2 separate regions of the Mustela erminea genome follow, and region 2 is linked to region 1. Evidence: chromatin contacts called from public Hi-C data. All regions are on one chromosome and are shown on one strand. Each heading gives the region's core, a stretch centred on a gene start, on an enhancer-like site or on the middle of the called end of the contact. The rest is flanking DNA. Distances are from core to core; before and after follow the strand shown. Region 1 holds the start of RAB5IF. Region 2 overlaps DLGAP4 (disks large-associated protein 4).

What was found. Hi-C and Micro-C count contacts between places; a contact is called where the count stands out from the background.
Region 2: a Hi-C map of spleen shows a contact between it and region 1, with 6 times the contacts expected there. The contact joins the enhancer-like site here to the promoter of RAB5IF in region 1. A contact is called at or near these places in 3 of 3 Hi-C or Micro-C datasets (fibroblasts, skeletal muscle and spleen).

Annotation. Positions count from the first base shown.
Region 1 is chr7:22,098,225-22,105,098 of mMusErm1.Pri, forward strand. It overlaps RAB5IF, which reads right to left and starts at 3,939. Exons shown (of 4, transcript XM_032350778.1): 1 at 3,577-3,939; 2 at 1,893-1,996. The coding sequence starts at 3,690. It overlaps LOC116595004 (a long non-coding RNA gene), which reads left to right and starts at 4,019. Exons shown (of 4, transcript XR_004287508.1): 1 at 4,019-4,708; 2 at 5,482-5,579.
Region 2 is chr7:22,226,509-22,233,278 of mMusErm1.Pri, forward strand. All of the region lies in intron 5 of DLGAP4 (disks large-associated protein 4), which reads right to left. Among named protein-coding and RNA genes, the nearest start is that of MYL9, 71 kb to the left of the region's middle. Within about 2 kb of position 3,398, the one cell type or tissue checked has open chromatin away from gene starts, as enhancers often do. A contact at or near this core is called in fibroblasts, where this site is marked.

The DNA of each region.
Region 1 (6,874 bases), core at 2,689-5,188:
CTTGTGCCCTCTCTGTCAAATAAATAAATAAAAATTAATTAAAATTATTTATTTATTTATTTGACAGAGGGAGAGACAGCAAGAGAGGGAACATAAGCAGGAGTGTGAGAGGGAGAAGCAGGGAGCCTGATGTGGGGCTTGATCCTAGGACCCTGGGATCATGACCTGAGGCGAAGGCAGACGCTTAAGGACTGAGCCACTCAGGCAGCCCTCCTGTTTTTCTTTTTTTCAATAGCCATTTTTAGCTCTCTTTGTAAAGCCAATCATATGACTGCAGTGAACCATTTATGGAGTGCATATGATGTACTAAGCACTACATTTAGGAATTTACTTGGGTTATCTCATTTAGTTCACACATCAGTCTTAGGAGGAGGACACTTTTAGTGTCCTCCCCTTTCCAGTGATGAGAGAATGAAAGCTCAGAGAGGTGAGCCCAAAATTATGTAGCTTGAAAGTGGCAGAGCTGGAACTTGAATCCGTTCTACAGTTAAAAGTAAAAAGAGATCTCTAAATAGCTTAACTCATCTGCCACAGTGGCAAGGATAATAAACTAACTCGGGTCTTTGCTATATTATTCCTAGATTGGGTGACTTCAGAGAAATCTCTTAGGAATCCTGCAAGATGAGATGGGAGCAAGGGGTCTGAACCCGTGTTACTCTGACCTAGAAAAGTGGTCTTGGGAAGAAGAGGGATTCCCTCTTGTCTTCAGACTGCCTTCCCCCTTTCTCTGACTTTGCTTGTAGGCCTTTTCTTTCAAAGAAAGCTCAAACGGGATGACCAACATTCTGAAGAGTTATCTATATACCTCCTCCAACAGGGGAAGACCTATGAACCCCAGGTCCTTGGTCTCCTCACCATCACTCAGAACTCATCACGTGTCCACTCCGCCAAAGTCAGGCAAAGCATAACAAACTCAAACTCCTTCCTTGGACAAATGCTTTGCTCAGTATCATAAATTAAAAACCTTTTTAGTTAGAAGAGGAGATGACACATGCCTTTTGGATTATCTTCCGAGAAAATAAGGAACTCACAGGGATTTGAAATCTGTTTCGCCCTTTTCACCCTACGGTGAGGGAATAAGAGATGTGATCACCCCTAAAACAACCAATGTGATATTCCATGGTTAAGGATCATAGTTTATATTCCGGGTGTGGAAAAAAAAGAAAAGTTCACAAGCTTGCCTGTCCATTTCCCACTGTAGCTTACCCACAATTCCTATCTTGAGACTACTCCTACACATTGTTTTAATTCACTCTGGTGGGCATGTGGACTCATCACTTTCAGTCGCTTGTTAACAAGCTGAGCCAAGACCAGGGGTAGGTGTCAACTGTGCTGCCACCGGCCATGGAAACACAGTAAAAAGTGAGGGTGCAACCTCCTACTTTTTCACTGCTTTTAAAAAGTAGGGATCTGAAATAACTTCTGTCAAAGCCAAGTTCCAAGACATCCAGCACAGTGCCTATATAAGGTCATCAAGTATAGAAGTTCTTCTACTTTGCAAATTTCCATTGGTACAAAGGTCATGTCAGAAAACTAGATGGCTGCTACCAACAGGCAGTGCAGTAGCCTCTTGCATGAGATCACTTTGGATCCATAAATGAATGGACTGGCCCAGTCCAGTCTCTGGAAAAATAACATGTCTAAACTAAGATGCTCCCAGGCCTGCTGAACTGAGAAATGCTAACCCAGGAGTGCCACTGTGGGGCTACTTTTCTGCTTTCGTCACTTCGCTCTCTCACCCATACAAAGTCATCTCCTCCCCCCTCCCCAAGTCATCTTAAAATGTGTGTGTGTATTCCTCCAACTTAGTAATGGCCCTTTCCATAAAAAGGAAACAAAATCTCTATGTGAAAAGAACTGATACAAGAAAATGGAACATACCCAAGACTTACCCAGCTATTCCCAAGAAACCTCGCAAGGGTAACACTCCCCAAATAACACCTAGGACCACAGCAATGATCTGTCGGAACCAGTAGATCACATCTAAAAACTCATCCTGTAGAAAGAAAGAATGCATGCATTATCTGCAGTGGATGCCACATGAAAGAAAGCCTCTGTAATAGGTGAGAAATAAAAAAGCTTGCTGCTATAAACACATTTTCCATAGAAATGTCTCCAAGAGCAATGGTACGTAGTTTCCTGATCTCCACTTCTTCTTATACTAAAACATGGTTTAAAAGGGAAAAAAAAAAAGGATATATTTCTCTTAAGTGATGACTTTTCGGCCTGTGTGCTAAGTAAAAATTCTAGGAAAATTATTTACTTTTTTTAGAAGCTTCAAAAATGAAATGGCTTGTGATGAAACGGCTGTTTCATCAGTAACTGTGCTACTGGCCACAGAACACTGACCCTCAGAAGAGAGACCTAGGCATACTATCCATAGGCAGAAGGGCTGACTTTTAACCTTCTCAGCACCATCTTCCTGCACAATGAATTTTAAGCAACAAAGAAGAAAGGAATTAGAAACAAAAAGTGCTGAAGGCAGGTGCCAGCGTATCTGATTTTCATACAAGGACGCTGAAGACTCAGGTTTCCGACCTGCCCCAGATTGCAGAAACCAGTCCTTGTACAAGAAGGAAGAAAAAAATGACACAGCAGATCATAAAGGTTTTGCAAGAGCTGGGCAGGGCTGGGGGCAGGACAAGGGGACCTTCAGGAAGTACCTCCCATTCCCCCCAACCCAAGAGCTCCAGGAAGGAGAACCCACTTCAACAGTCCAGAAAAACAAGGGAAAAACTGCAAATATAACATTCTTTTCAGGCCAACTGGAATCAAGCTGTGTTGGTCCCTTCCAGATCATGGGGCAGAGCTGGGGAGTGCCTACACTCAGATCTTCTGAAAGCGTGTGACCAGTGTAAAAATCTTGAAGCCCCAACAGTCTCTCAACACACATTTGGTGGTTTCCCCCTCTCCCTCCCTCTCTCACACACCTCCAAGAGGTGGTTTCAATCTCCCTTCTCGCAGTTATTAAGGCATTTGGTATTTAGAAATTAGAGCAATTGCTCTAATTAAAAGCAATGGCAGCTCACCTTCAGTAAGCCTCATCACGTGCTAAAGGCTTTCCTGCACCACGGTACCCCACTTCAGAGCTGTTCTGAGAACTGAGGGAAACAATGCGTGGAGAGAGCACCTGGCACAAAGTCTTTGGTAGAAAACTGTTACCGTTACTGTTCATACTAACGACCGTATTAAGTAATTAATTCGGAGAAGACAAGTCACTTACTGAAGATCCTACTGGGAGCAAAAGGCGGAGGTCGAATTCAGCTCACTCTCGCCGTTCAGGCACACGCCCTGCCCGCGGGTGGCAACTGCTGTGCCCCCTCCTCGCTGCTTCCCGCGTGACCCAGTCGGTTTCACTCCGCGGTGAGCCCCGAGCCCGGCTGTCAGGCCCGGGCCCGCCAAGTTCGCCCCGACACCTCAGTGCCACCACCACGCCGCCCACTCCCCGCCCCGACCCAACACACGCCAAACACTCCGCCGCGCCTGGACCCGGCAGGGGCAGGCTCGGGCCTGTCCATTCGTCCCCGAGTCCCAACCGGCTCCTCGAACCTGCGCCCTCGCCAGGTCCCACCGCACCTTGTCCTCCCAGGCCGCGTCGCTCCGCAGCACCTTGCTCCAGACAGAGACTTTGAGGGCCCCGTTGGCCAGCTGCGGCTGAGGCGGCTCCTCCTTTCGCCGCCCGCCGCTCATCCTCCCGTCGCGCCGCCCGGGCCGGGCGAGGGGCGCGCGGGTCAGGCCAAAAGGAGTCGGACTCTGGGGTCGCGAATCACGGCGCGCAAGGCGGCGGCGACAGCGATAGCGACAGAATCACTAGTCAGGCTCCGTGGCGCGCTGCGGCTGCCTTCACTCGGCCAATACGCCGGCTCCGCTCCCTGGCTCCGCCGAGACCTGGCGCTGCGGAGGGAGGGGCAACGCAGCGCCGCACGTCCTCCCGCCGACGAACACACGCAGCCAATCGACAGCCGTGCAGCCGTCCGAAGGAAAGTACAGCCGTCACCTCTGCGCAAGCGCTCTACGCGTGACGGAAGTGACGCCAAGCTTCCGCCAGGCGCACGGTATGGTGAGAGGGAAGGGACAATCTAATAGGGGATGGTGACGCGAGCGCGGGGAGGAGCTGTGGCGACTGGAGAACGGCATCTGGATAGAGTCCAAGTTAGACTTGAGCGTCGCCCAGCCCTCCACGGTTTGTCCCCTGCAGCAGCGGGGCAGAACGCTGCCCTGTTTTTCCGCGTCTTTTGGAACCCAACACTGGCTCCCCGGAAGTCCCAAGCATCTCCTTCAGGATTTAGTCCTTGCTCGTTTTCTCCCCTAATTTCGTAGGACCCTCTTCCAGATGTAAACTGTTTCCTGTATTAATTTCGTGTCTCATCTTGGCCCAGCACCCTTTTTTGGCAAATGTGAGACCCGAGACCCAAAAAGCGGAAAAGATTTTCTAAGGCTACATGGCAAGTTGGAACCAGCTGAGAACTCCGGAGGCAGGGGGCGGGGTCGGGGGAATGGAGAAAGGACTTCATTAGCTCTCAGAATATCTGAGTATACAGCTACTGTGTCCTCAGCATGTGCTAGGACAGTGGTTCACAACGTGTGTGTCTGGACCACCGGCAGCCACATCACGTAGGAACTTGACTAGACGTGAAGATTCTCAGATCCCATCCCAGAACCACCAAATCAGAAATTGTTGGGAGTGCGGCCCATAATCAGCATTTTGGTAAGCCCTCCAGGTGGTGCCCTGTGCATTGTACTGTGAATTAAGTTGAGACCAAGGTACTTCTGTGTGGTGGACAAACTAATTTGTCTGGAATCACTCAACAAGTATCTGGGTCTGTCTGACTCCAAAATCTGTACTCCTAACCTTAAACTTTAAGTCGTCATCTTTTTAAAAAATATTTTATCTATTTATTTGAAAGAGAGAGTGAGCGAAAGAGAGAGCATGAGCAGGGGGAGTGGGAGAAGCAGACTCTACTGCTGAACAGGGAGCCTGACGTGGGGCTTGATTCCAGGACCCCAGGATCATGACTTGAGCCAAAAGCAGTCACCCAACCAACTGAGCCACTCAGATGACCCTAAGCTTTTAGTCTTAAAGGGTATTAGTGAGGTCAGAATATCCTTTGTATACCTGTCAACATTGACCTGTAGTTCTCCCCCTAGCTGAGCAACAGAATCTCCTAGGGAGCTTCTTCCACGGTTGGTGTTTCCAACCGCAACTCAATTCCAACATCCTCTTGCAATAGATTGAGTGAAGCAGGACCTTAAAGGTGATATACACAGCAACAGACATTACTCTGTCTGGACCTGATTGGAGGGACATACACCTGACATGAATCCATACCTTGTAGTCCCTCAGCCTTCACATGGATCTTGTTCTTGGCAGCCCTGCCTTTTTTCTGAACCTTGTTCTCTCCCATATACAAAACTGTGGTAAAGCCTAACCAGCTCACTCCAGTTTGGAAGTGTACCATTGGTATAAAACCTCTTTTACAGATTATCTGGGGGGGCATGCAGTGACGGAGACAAACTGATCATTCATTCTTTCATAGAATGTTGGAAGAATACCTAGCCCGAGATCCAAGACAGAATAGGTAAGTTTTCAGTCGGCTGGGCCTGGTAGTAAAAGTTTGTAATGGGGAGTTTGGTGTGGAGGATTAGGAAAGACAGAGCTCTAAAGGAAAAGTAGGAGTTAAGGGGATGCGGGAGGGGAATAGAAGAGAGCATTCCAGAAGGTGAAACCATGTCAGCTACTGGTGGGGAATAAAGACCTTAGTTGGGAAGGAGTGGAAGGGGCATGCTGAAGAATTTTTATCTTTTCCAGTTTCATTGAAAAATAATTGATGGGGTGCCTGGGTGGCTCAGTGGGTTAAAGCCTCTGCCTTCAGCTCAGGTCATGATCTCATCAGGCTCTCTGCTCAGTGGGGAGCCTGCTTCCCCCACTCTCTCTGCCTGCCTCTCTGCCCACTTGTGATCTCTCTCTGTCAAACAAATAAATAAAAAAAAAAAAGAAAAAGAATTGACATATATCACCGTATATAAGTTTCAGGCCTACCTCTTGATGGTTTGATTTACATATATTGTGAAATGATATGGTTCAGCTAATTGGGGGTTCAACTAATTCCGTCTTTTCATATAGATACAAGGAAAAGAGAAGAAGAAAAAAAGATGTTGTGATGAGAAGTCTTAGGATTTATTCTTTTAACAATTTTCCAGTGTATCAGTACAGCATTGTTAGCTGTCGTCCTCATGTTGTACCTTACATCCTTACTATTTATTTATCTCACCTGGAAGTTTGTATCTTTTAACCACCTTCCTCTATTTCCTCCTCCCTCCACCACCCACCTCTGGTAACCACAAGTCTGATCTCTTTTTCTGAGTCTGTTTTTTAAGATTCCACATGTGAGATTGTAAAGTATTTGTCTTTTTCCATCTGACTTATTTTTACTCAGCGTAAACCTCCAAGGTCTATACATACACAAATGGTAGGATTCCTAATTTTTTGTGACTGAATAATATTCCATGGTGTGTATACCCCAACTTCTTTATTCATTCGTTGATGGACACTTAGGTTGTTTCCATGCTTTGGTCATTGTAAATAATGCTGCTATGAACATGCAGATATCTTTTCGAGTTAGTGTTTTTATTTCCTTATTTCTTAGTGTTATATATTCCCAGAAGTGGAATTGCTGGATCATAGAGTGTTTCTATTTTTAATTTTTTGAGGGTCTTCCATTTTGTTTTCCATAGTGGCAGCACCAATTTACATTCCCGCCAGTAGTGCACAAGGGTTCACTTTCTCCAGAACCATAGATGTGAAGCTGGACCTCCCCCCCACCTTGTCTTTTTGGTCATGGCCATGAAGAATTTATTTTTGTCCCAACAGTGG
Region 2 (6,770 bases), core at 2,148-4,647, 130 kb after region 1:
AGTAAGATAGAAAAAGGAATATATGTGCGAAGGGTCAAATTTCTGAGAAAGTACGGGCCAAACAGTAAAAAATTACTCAAATGAATGATTACACTTGAAAGGAACAGTCCAGGCCACTCTACTCCACTGTTTCAATGTCTGAATAGTATTTTCTCAGGCTGTGTCTGTTTGAAAGGAGCACAAAAATCCCTCATTCAAAGCTCGGTCTAGATTTTGGTATGAAAAAGAGGGCTGCAGTTACAATCCGATCTTGCCTACGGTTGGCCTCTGCCCAAGTAGACTGGCATATGGATCCTGGGGGTGTTTACTGGAGGCAAAGGAGGGGCAGGGAGGGGAGCAGAGTTCAGAGGCTGCGCCTGCCATGTGGTGGCTCTGCCTCATGACCCAAGGCCCAGCTCAGGGGGACACGCAGAGGAGAATGACTGGCCAAGCCATCCATTTCCTACCTGCACACTGGGACCAACCCTTGCGGCCTCCCACGGAAGCCACTTAGTAAGGACCCGTTCCCTTCCCCTTCTCTCTGCCCAGGAGGTACCCCTGGCTGCAGCCCGGGAAATGGGAACTGGGCTCCATCACCTGACTCTCCAATGCCAAGAGCAACCTGGGACAAGTCCCTTCCTGCCTTTGTGGGTGGTGGATTCCTCTGGCTGGGCAAAGGAACACCCTCTCTGGTGGCGGCTGGCTGAGAATCCCAATAGACCTAGTCACAGATGTGCCCCTTGTTGGACTAGATACGTATGAGGTCTGACTCTGAAGGCTGCTCACAGCCTGGCGAGGAGACTGAAGATGTGAAGGCCCCTTGCTTCCCTGACTCTCCTACCTTAAAGAAAGTCTAAATGGGCACCCAGTCCCAATTCTCCAGATCTTTAGAAAGTAAAGGCTTATAGGCTTTAGGGGAGGTATTTGTGTGTCCCCATTTCAAGGGGCAAGAAGGCTCAGATTATTCCTGGGACCCTAATAATAAGAGTTTCCTTTCCGAAAACCAGAGCTGAACTGTGGGAAGAGTCAGGATTTGCAGAGAGTCAGCCCTGGGTCTGAGCCACATTTTCCTTATCTGTAAAAGGGTACACTTGCCTCTGGCTTGGTGTAAGGGTTTCCGACAGCATCCACAGAGGCCCTGGCAGAGAGCCTGGCATAGAGCAGGTGTACAAGCAATTTGCTTAGACTATTATTTCCTCCCCCAAAGCAGCAACACCCAACATCTTTCCCTCTGGCCCCCAAGTCCCTGAATGGGCTCTCTGAGGGGCACAGCACCCTCTGCGACCCCAACTGTCTTTTCCTGGCTCCACCCCACACCTAATGCTCTTCTTTTACCTGGATGCTTGGGAGGCTTCCTCCCTGTCACCATTTTTATTCATCCCAATTCACCCAGCCTGATTTACCTTCTTGAAAAGAAAATTCTCCACTTGGGCTACCCCTGCTCTAAAACGGTCCATGACTCCCCAAAGCCTCTGCTTCTCCGCTGATGTTCAATGCTGCCTACAACTTCCTGGCCCCTCCCAGATTTTTCATCCAGAGTCCTGATGCATCAGCAAAATCAATCCACTCACTGTTTCCCTAAATACATGCTTACCTTCCAGCCTCCACACCCCTGCCTTTGCACAAACCATTCCCTAGAATGTCAGCCCCACCCTCTGTCTCTGCAAATCCAGCCCCCCTCAAGAGGGCTCTTGTTTCCTCTGGCACACACTCACTTCTTCCTTCTCAAACAATGCTTTTCCTCAGCAGACACTTAATTACAGACTGTCACACAGTCTCTCATAATTGTAGGCCTTGTCTCCCTTGTCAGACCATAAGTTCCCAGGAGCAGAGGCCCTGTCTGTTCTTTCCCATCCTCTCAGAGCCTGGCCCAGGGCTGGGAGGGAAAGCGCTTTCCAAGCCCATCTGGCTCCAGGCTGAGCCAATCCTAGCTCCAGACACTCAGGACCACTTCTCCTGCTCTTGCCCCATGAGAAAACTTCCCAGAACCAAACCTCAGTGTTCCCCCTCTCCACTGGCCAACCCAGGCCCATGATACAGAGAAATGGAGACCGAGGTGGGCAGACAGGGCTATGGTTCTTGCCCAGCCCTGGCATGGCCTCGGTTTGGGATCCTAGGCATGTCCCTGTCCTTCCCCTTACCTAGGCCTGTTTCCTCACTGTGAAACAAGAAACATTAATCTTTTAGCTGTAGAAAATACAGATATTATTTGTTTTTAAGGTAGCCTTCCTTCCCAGGAGTGGATGGGGGAGGAACCGGCTGATTCCAGTACAACCTGAGGGAGAGGAAGCAGCCACAGCCAGGACTGGGAAACCTGGGAATCTGAGAGGCACTCAGCCTGCACGCATCATCAACCTCATTAAATTCCTGTTGACGACTGGATTGCATTCCTGCCCAGGTGTTCAATTCCACAGCCCTCACCCTGGCCAGGTCCGACAGTGTCTGCTGCCAGGGTTGAGCAAGGGAAGGGCACCTTGCTTCTGGAAACAACCAACCCTGCCCAAAACAAAGATGAGGAGGAGCCAATTTCCTCATCTGTAAAATGGGGGAAAATACCGGTATCTGCGTCATGGGATTGCTACAGTAACACAGTCAGATCATGCTATAAACCACCCAGCACAGTCCCTGACACGTGGTAAATGGAAGCAGAGCACAAAGATTTCCATTTCTTGAGGGGCCTTTACTACATGAGTACTCGCCCTCCTGGCAACCTGGGAGGAAGGGATTTCCGTCCCAACAGGACAAAAGAAAACAGAGGTGCAGAAAGTTGATCAATCCTAGGTCACACAGTGGGGACGAGCCAAGCTGTGATATAAACCCAGGAAAACTCTCAGTTCAGCTTTTCCCAGGGTGCACCCCACAGGATCTCCGCATCAGACTCCTCCAGAGGGCTGGACTTATAAAGTTGATTCCTGCCCCTGGACCTGCCGAAGGAGACTCTCCGGGGATGGAGCCTGGGAACCTAAGCTTTATAAAGATAAGCAACCTGAGTTTTTTATACATATTAGGAAACTGAGGCACCAAGAGGGGAAGTGACCACTTTTCAGCAAGTGTGGACCTGGGGCAGAATTCACAGTCTGTTTGACTCAGAGAGAGCGAGAGCAGCAATCAGAGACTTCCGGAGGAGGTGGTGGCATTTGACAATGTGGGCCTGGAGGGGTAGAGAAAGTACCACAGGGGGAGGGTACAGCACAAATAAAGGCTGGGAGCTCGAAAGGCCAGGCAACAGCTGTTCAATGTTGCTCATGCTTCCCGCACCCTGGGGAGCCACCACTGCAGCCTCTCCCTAAGAGCCCAGGGAGAGCCATTCTAGAACCAATCTGAGTTTCAGAGAGGAAAGCCTGCCATGCTGCTGTCCTACAACCAGCAGGTCTCCGGCCCTCTGGGTGTGTCTGGCTGCTGCTCAGGATGAGAAAGCCAGGGAAGGTGGTGACTCAGTCCACGCCCGGCCTCAAGCTAGTCCCGTTGAAGTTTAGGATGAGCTCAGAGGCTGAGGAAATGTCAAGCAAACCCTCCCCTGCAGAATAGATGCCAGACCCAGAGAAGGAGGCCTGAGGGGCAGGCTACCAGACAGAAGCAATACATCTGGAGCAAAGCTGTGGGCTGTGGGAGAAGAAGCCAAGAGGTCTAGGCTCTAGCCCACCCCGACACTGGCATGCTATGGGACCCTGAACAGGTCCTTGGGCCTCTCTGGGCCCCCTACTCTCCATTCACCTGTGAAGCAGAGAGAACACCAGTGGTTTCTGATTTCCTCCCAGGACTGTTCTAAGGAACAATGGCCAGGAAAGCGCCTGACAGACTACACAATGGCTCACAGAGCAAGTGGGGGAGATTAGAGGATTACTCTTAGTGTTTACTAGAACAAGTCAGGTGCTTTCCTTGTTACCTGAACCTCCCCCAGGTGGTCACTGGAGGGGGGAAGGTGGGGAGAAGCTGGGTCTACCTTGTTCCCACAGAGAAAAAGGTGATCCAGATATCCCTGGGAGATGAATTTATTAAGTGCCTACTGTGTACTCAGCATTTTTAAAATATATAATCTCACTTAATCCTCAGCACAATCCTGTAGTGTAAATATGATTATCTTGAGTACAGATGAGGAAACTTGAAGCCCAAAGTAACTTGCCCAAGATCACACATGGAATGAATGATGGAGACCAGTTGACACCAGCTGTTTATGGCTCTCAGTCCCACATTAATTCTACTACCTGTAATAGTTTATCTTAGAGGTAGAACATGCCTGGTATAGAGGTCCAACTTCAGTACTGCCTCCCCCTGGAAGCTTTTCTGAACCCTCTGCCCACACAGGATTTCTCTCCCTCCTCTGAAACCCCACAGCACATGATCAGCGCACACCCTGCAGCATTCAAAACATTCTCCCTCTCGTTCTGCGATCAAGCACACCTTCAACAGGTAAGATGAGATGTAGGTACAAATAGGTGGCCTCCGAGTTACCTTAGAATCCTGAAATGTCAGAGCTGGAAGCACCTACGAGACCACGCTATCCGGCTCCTTCATTTTGCAGAAAGAATAATAGAGAGGGGGACACTTGTCTGAAGTCACACTGCGTCTTAGCATAGCCAGGAATAGAACCCTGGCATTCTGTCTCACAGAATTTCTTTAGGGATTCTATGATTTCAGAACCAGTTTTATAACAAAGATTCTTATTCCCATTTTACAGATAGGGAAGCTGAAGCCCAAGAGAAAGTAGCCTCCCTGAAAGTGGGTATGATGTGGGGCCCAGAATCCCAGCCCCCTACTTCCAGGCCAAGGACCAAGCCCTTCTTCCTCCCTATTGCACGTGGTCCGAGTAGTGTGTCCAGCACAGGACCCACAGTAAGAGGTCAATGGATGTTGGAAATTGTCATTATATACCAGCGGGGAAGTGACACCAGCCTGACTGTGACTTCCTTAGAGGCAGTGCCATGGAATAGGACCAGGAGTCCCCGGCCTCTCTGGGCCTCAACCATAAGGCAAGGGTGCTACAACAGCTGACCTCCTGCTTCAGCTCTAGGACATCCTAGGCTCCTTGACAGCAGACACCTCCCCCCACCCCCATCTGTGGAGCCTCTCTGAGCTGGGGTCTTTGTCCCCCACCCTACAGGGAAGCAGGAAAAGCAGGCAAGGTTCACAACCACAAACTGACCGACCTCATTCCCAAGTGCCTCTGGCCACGCAGGACCCACCCTCAAACAATGGGATGGAACATGGAAAATCCACCTTTCTCCCAGAGCAGACATCCAGCTATGCACACCTGCCTATCTTTACAAACTGACAAAGAGCAACCAGGAATCAGGTTATAAATAAGGGACCGCTTGCTCCCTGCCCCATTGGAAGGGCAGGTATATTCCTGAATAATCAGGTGGAAATGGAGCAAAGGGTAAAGAACTCTGGATGGGGAGTCCTGGCGCTGGATCCCTGTCCTAGCTCTGCCATGAACTAGCTGTGTAGCCCGGACAAGCTGCTTGCCCTCTGTGGGCTCAGTTCAAAGACACAGCAACACTTCACAGCACATGTCTACAGACGTTTCATTTGGTCTTCATGACAACCTGGTGAGACTAGCACAATTATTCCTTTTACAGATGGAGAAACTGAGGCTTGGAGAGGTCACAGGTCCCACACAGCTTGAAGCTGGCGGAATCAAGCCCCCCGGTTCTTAGATCATCCAATGGAATACTCAAGGGTGGTCAGACTAAGAACTCTCTCCCCTCATCCTGGCAGTCTCAGGAAGACCAAAGCAGCATGATAACCTTGTTCACCTGCCCAGGCTGGTGGCCTGCAAAGCTCCGGCCACAAACCCTACAGTCCAGCTGCCTAAAAGGCCGCACCCCCCTGCAAAATTTCATTACTCAAGTTGGCAAGAACGCAGCCCCCACCCCCAGCCGGGTCTAAATAAACACCCAAGTGATATCACATCCTGCCAGCTCCAAAATAGCCCAGGCCTGCCCACAAGCGATCACAAAGTGCCAGGCCATGCAGGACCAAGCGGGCGGGACGTCCAGCCCGTGGCACCCTTCACACACACTCAAGCAACTAAAGCAGAAGCCTCCGAGCAAGAAGGCGCCCCCACTCCCACCTCTGCCAGACGGCCTGGCCCCTCCCTCCCTGCCCCTTTGTTGGGAGGCTCCAGAGCCTCCTGCCCCAGCGCCAGCCCTAGCCCCAGCGCCAACCCCATGGAGCCTCGCCGCGGCCAGCCTGCGGGGGGACTCCAGCCCGACCCGGACACCCCACCACTCACATTGCTTCAAGAGCTCCAGACACAAAGCCATGAGGGCCAGAGTGGGGTCAGAGACCCAGAGACCGGCAGAGACAGAAAACGGGAAAGGGAGAGACAAGGGAGCAGAGAGCACGGGAGACAGGGGGCAGGGGCAGAGAAAGCAAGGGGGCCAAGAGCCCTGGGGAAAGAACAGGCTCAAAAGGGGGCCTTCAGCACAAGAGCCATGAGTGGTGAAGCCACTGAGACAGATGCAGGGGCAAAGGCAGTGAGAGCAAAGCGGGAGACCCCGACCCCCAGAACTGGGGGGCCACCGAGGCCTGAGAAAGAACAAGGAGCCACAGCCACAGAGACAACCCAAGGGATAGCAGGGAGGGGTGAAGTCTGGGAGCTGGGGAGCTTTTGGGGGTCCCAAGAGAGAGACCCCAAGGATCTCGGAGGTCCCAGCGTATATGAGGGACACCGAGAGGAAAAACCCCGAGGAAATGAGGGCTAAGAGAGGGGCAAGACCGCAGGGATTTGAGGACAGATGGAAGGGAGGACCCCCAAAGGATGTGAGGGAAGCTGAGAAAGGAGTCGT